Regions from separate parts of the Oryzias latipes genome. Here region 1 is linked to region 2. Evidence: chromatin contacts called from public Hi-C data. All regions are on one chromosome and are shown on one strand. Each heading gives the region's core, a stretch centred on a gene start, on an enhancer-like site or on the middle of the called end of the contact. The rest is flanking DNA. Distances are from core to core; before and after follow the strand shown.

Region 1 (2,753 bases), core at 181-2,680, 180 kb after region 2:
AATCAACCCACAGCTTTTTCATTTAAGCGGCCAGGAATTCCCATCTCTGCCTTCAAACGGAGGGTCTCTGTAACGGCTGCAGAGCTGGGAGGCCCCCACGCTGCAGGACGACATTCAGCTAAAACCAAGTCTGTTTGAGCCTCATTAGCATCAAGACAGCAGGATTTCTGTCAAAGTTTGGTCATTTACAGTCAAGTATTTGATCCCTTGTTCATTTTGTAGATTTGTCCATCTCAAAGGAAATTGACAGTCTGTCGTTCTAAAGGTCGAGAAATTGGCCTGAAACATCACGGCTGATGATCAACCAGCAGCTGGAACCACAGTCAGCAAGAAAACCAAGGGGAATACTTTACACAGCAACGGTTTCACATCCTGGAGAGATTGCAAAGTCCTCCAGCTTAAGAAGGCACATGTGCAGCAGACCCACCTGAAGTCTGTCAATGAACTCCTTCGTGATTTAGAGATTGGGAGAAGGAGCTGTGGTCAGATCAGACCAACATGGAGCTCTTTGGCATCAACTCAGCCCGTCGTCTTTGGAGGAAGAGAAATGCTGACTATGACCCCAAGAACACCATCCCCACTGTCAAGCACGGAGGTGCAAGCATTATGGTTTGGGGGTGTTTTTCTGCACTGTGTGGATGGGGGGGTGGGCGGAGCCATGTACCATCAAACCCTGAGAGAGAACCTCCTTTCCTCAACCAGGAGGCTTTAAATGGAGGCTGGATGGGCCTTCCAACAGGAGAATGACCCAAAACAAACAACCAAGGAACGACTGGAGAAGAAGCAGATCAAGGTCTTGGAGCGGTCCATCCAGTCTCTGGACCTCAGTCCTACGGAAAACCTGTAGAGAGCTGAAGCTCAGAGTTTCTAAGCGACAGCCACCAAATCTGAATGATTTAGAAGTCATTTGTGAAGAAGAGAGGAGCAGAAATCCTCCTGATATGTGCAGAAAGCTGCTCACCAACTACAGGAAACATCTGACCTCTGTGCTGCTAATGAGGGTTTACCACTGAGTCTTTCCAGCAAGAGGGATTGAATTCTTATGTCCTTCAATAAAATGTAAATAAATGTATACGAATCCTTCACAGTGGATTTCTTGATTTTCTATTTGTTCCAATGAACCTCTCAGGATGACAGACTTTCACTCTCTTTTCAAGAGGACAAACAAAAAAACTGTTTTTGTCCCATCTGGGTTTGCAAGTTGAACTAACTGGAAGCTCAACAGCCGGCCGCTACCCTTCCCGTCACCACAAGTCATGGTACGTACCGCCCCCGCACGCCACGGCCGGTGGCGCTGGCCGTTAAAGGTCTCAGTAACACCTTGTCACACACACCGTCTTCCTGTTGTCCTCTGGAGCTGCAGGAATGCGTTCAGGTCCCAGAGCTCCAATCAGCTCCACATCAGGTTGAGCCACAGCGTCGGTCTGCCTGCAGCAGCTCTGCAGGCCGATCAGGTTTCTCTGACTGTTGGTCATCAGAGAGCGGCTGGTTCCACTTAGAGAGCCGTTTCATTATTTCAGATTTATCACTGCCGTGTTTTCCTTCCACATGTTCCCAAGTGTAAGTCATAGCATCTAATAATGTACAGGCTAAAAAGCGTTTGAAAGACCTCGGAGTTGGACTCGTTCCCAGGCTGTGGGGATTAGGGTCTCTGGGGGGGGGGGGTGGGGGGGGTATGCTGCTGAAGCAGTGACATGGTGCCCAAAAGGATTTAAGGCCAAGTCTCAGAGGAGAGGGGGGGAGCATTAGTGGATATGAACCAAGTCATTGCAGGGCCTGAAGGTCTGGTCCTGCCCCCCCCAGCCTGGCAGAACATCAGGGGGGGGGGGGGGGGGGGGGGGTCATGGATGATTTGCAAATCTCTGCAGATCTCTCAGACTGTGTTCCAAATGATTGTTTAATGTAATCAGGCGGGACATCAGTGAATCTTTGCCCCCATTAGCCACCGAACGATGGGGGGGGGGGCTTCTGTCTTCATCCTCCTGTTCTGCTTCAAGCATTTACGCAAGGGGAGGGGGAGCGTTAACACTTCATAGTGTTAGTTAGTTCATGCATCATTAATCAATAAACAATAAACTTCTAAATGGATTTTTTCATGCATCAGTCAGCTGTTTATTGTTTAATTTCTTTGTTTTCTGTCACTAAACTGAAAGAGTCATAATCATAACACTGGTTTACTTTCTGTGGACGCAGAAACTTTCTGCTATGATTTCTTCAGGCAGACATGAACGTTTTCTGTGTTCAAATGTGTTCAGAGTCTCTGACACTAAATTTATGTTTGGAAAAAAAACTCTGAGTGTTTCCTTGAATCTCAGAGGATCCTCTTTTCTGCTGCCGGACGCTCCACAGCAGGAGCGTGAGGACGGGGTGCAAAAAGGGGAAGGAAGCTGGGATTCCTCCTCCACTTCCATAATAGAATTAAGGAGGTGAACAAAGGGGGCATTAGAGCACCCATGGTGGCATTTGGAGAAGCTCTATCTCCCTCTCCTCCAGGAAAAAGAAAATCTGCCCTTTGTTTCTGGGTTCATGGGCTTTCTTTTACTGCTGCATGTGCACACGCATACAGAGCAGGACACGCACGTCCCTCAGTCTGTGTGTGCACGTGCACGGCTGCCTTCACCTCCAGCAGTTTGACCTTCCTATTAGAGGGGATTACCTCCTTATGGCCTCCATAAACCACTGTCAGCACCAACTTTAAGCAGTTCCTTCCCATCTTTTGGACTTTTGCGGAGCGGGGCGGCGTTTCTGAGGAG
Region 2 (2,811 bases), core at 3-2,502:
ATCCATGCAGGTCCGCGGTTCGCATCTTATTTAACTTTCAGCCCGTCTGAGGTGAAGTCTCTCCGCACCGAATACGGCGACCTCGAATGCTGCATTGAGGTGGTGGACGGCATGCAGGACGCCGTGGACCACATCCACAAATACGGCAGCTCCCACACGGACGTCATCGTCACGGAGAACGAGGAAACAGCTGAACAGTTCTTACAGCAGGTGGACAGCGCCTGCGTTTTTTGGAACGCCAGCTCTCGCTTTGCTGATGGGTACCGCTTTGGCCTGGGTGGGTATGCGTTATTTTGACACATTTCTGGTCATTGATTTACTTTTGTGTTCAAGCGGCACTTTTACGTTCTCGTTAAGGGGCCGAGGTCGGCATAAGCACAGCAAGGATTCACGCCAGAGGCCCCGTGGGTCTGGAGGGTCTCCTCACCACCAAATGGGTTCTTCGGGGAGAGGGACAGACTGTATCAGACTTCTCTGAGCAAGGCAGTATGAAATATCTACATGAAAACATCCCAGTTCCTCAAGGCGGTTTTCGTTAGGTGCACAGAAAGCTGTCCTTAAAGAGAATAAACTGTTTTGTTACTGCCAGTGGTCTGTCATCTGCTGCTTCATCACCTGTGTGAGTCCACTTCAAAGGTTCAGAAGTGAATTCAACGGAGAACAGATGCTACTCCTTTGACTCGATTGGTCAAAGTTCTCCATAAACCTGTGATCCTGTGCTTTAAATATATACAAACCTCCTGAAACGGCGATTTGATAAGAGGAAACTCATATTAATGTCATGCTAAAGTATGAAAGATTGCATTTAATGCACAAGATTTTTCCCTGTGAATCTATTATTTTAAGATAAAAATGGAGAATGATGGTTACACCTCCTGGTATTTTTATAATGTATTTTTTATACATTCAGATTATTCCTAACACTCAAAAAACTGCAGTTTTATTTTGTGTGGCATATTGGTTCTGATTTGGTTTGTCCCTTTTTGCACAGATAATTTAATAAATATTGTGAATACTTCCTTAATCATGACTTTGTGGTTTTATATTTATGACAAAACTCTTTATTATGGCAGCTTTGTGGTCATTTGCGTTTTTCTTTGTCACAAAAATTAAACTAGTTTTATAGTATCACTGTTCAGGCGGTAACTACTAATGGTTTTTGTGAAATAAAGAAAATCTTCCTACATATTGACATTTTCCAAGTTCCCACGACCTCTGAAGGCATCAGTGGTGACGCATGGAATGTGGGCGGAGTTTCCGGTGGTCGCCCTTTGACCTGTCGAAGTCAGCTGTGTGTCCTGCGTTGATGGTGAAGATGGCAGGGGACTCCTCCTATACCATAGTGGAATACTTCGGTGGGGATGACGGATACCGCTGCGGTTACTGCAAAAATGACAAAGGAAACTTCTCTCATGGTAATTTATTTGTCACGTAGAAACGCGGCCGTAGATTACATGTTGTGCTAACGAGCTAGCTTCATGAAGCTAGCCTCTGAAGTCACCGGCTCAGCTGTGGGGAGAAATGTTAGCCGTTGGTACTTAAGCTACATGAGCAGTCCGTGTGCGCGTGCAAGTTTTATAAAACATATAAACACATTATGTGCATGTTGCTCACAGTGTATACATAAAATAGACCTTTATATAGACGGCGTTGGATTACTAAACTAGTCGTGTGTTAGCTCCTAGCATCATGCTGCTGGTCGTTTTTTGTGTTTTTTCCCCAAGAAAAAAATAAAATTTCTAAAGAAAAGTCTCCCTTTCAAAAAGTTAAGTTTCCCTTCAAGAAGAACTACTTTACATCCGAAAACGAGTCTATGCGGACTAACGCGGGCGGTGCCGAACCATTGGTACTGGTCCTCCATGTAAAACTTATGTGGTTTAATAAAGTTTTTTAAAAAAAAATCAAAATATGAAACTGGTTAAAACAGTCAAGTTCATCTCGTAGAACCATTTTTTAATGTAAAAATTCATTTAAAATATAAGGATTCATATCTAAGCTAACAAAAATGGCACCTTTAAATTAGTTAAAATAATAAAAAGAAAAATTATGAATCTATATTTATTGAATCAAATTGAATTAGTTTAACAATTAAACCTCTACGTTTCTTTACAATGTTTGTTAAATGTACAAAAATCAACCAACTGATATTTCTGTTAAGTACATTTAAGCACTTTTATCAGTTGTTTGCAGCATTGTTATCCAGAGGTGATCATTAGTTCTGATCGCTTTTTGTTTAATGGCTACTTTTTTATTTTCTTCTCTAACCGGAGACATTTATATAAAACAGGATCCTGTCAGAAATTACATGTGGTTGTATAACTTTTCAGGCAGCATCTATACATAAATATGGTGGAAAATTTGAATATTACTAGGTATATTTATGTTTTTGAACACTGTGTAAAAGACATTTTATAACCTTAGAAATGGGATTTCCTGTGGAGATCATACTGATGTCAGAGGTTAAGGTCCACTATATTTAGTCTTCATTCAGCTGCTAATGCCGCCAATGAGCCCCGGTAAGATCTCCTGTCTGATCCAAGTCAGGAGTGTTAATCTGGTTGTGTTACATTCATTGACTGTAACAATGGACAGCCCAACCCCTCCAACCTCATGTGCCCAAACAGGAAGTACGAATGCTTCCTGATACGGGCGCCGCCATGTTCAAACCAGTCGACTGGGTTTTGGTCCTGAGTCATCGTATCTATTACATCTACTGTCACCATTGCCATCGATATGATGACTCGGACCAATCTCTGTCGACTGGCCTCAACATGGCGGCGCCCGTATCAGGAAGCAGCAGTGAGGGATTCA

The links. A called contact is a pair of places that touch in the nucleus more often than the background predicts.
Region 1: a contact with region 2 is called in a Hi-C map of embryo, with 2.4 times the contacts expected there. The contact joins the enhancer-like site here to the promoter of ate1 in region 2. A contact is called at or near these places in 4 of 5 Hi-C or Micro-C datasets (embryo and fibroblasts).

What each region holds. Positions count from the first base shown.
Region 1 is chr15:29,307,976-29,310,728 of ASM223467v1, forward strand. No RefSeq gene overlaps it. Among protein-coding and RNA genes, the nearest start is that of wdr11, 57 kb to the right of the region's middle. Within about 2 kb of position 1,431, at least 1 of the 8 cell types and tissues checked has an H3K27ac peak or open chromatin away from gene starts, as enhancers often do. A contact at or near this core is called in embryo, where this site is marked.
Region 2 is chr15:29,132,708-29,135,518 of ASM223467v1, forward strand. It overlaps ate1 (arginyl-tRNA--protein transferase 1), which reads left to right and starts at 1,253. Exons shown (of 11, transcript XM_011484750.3): 1 at 1,253-1,415. The coding sequence starts at 1,307. LOC101173087 (delta-1-pyrroline-5-carboxylate synthase) reads left to right here. Exons shown (of 17, transcript XM_023963374.1): 16 at 1-277; 17 at 358-1,024. The coding sequence ends at 539.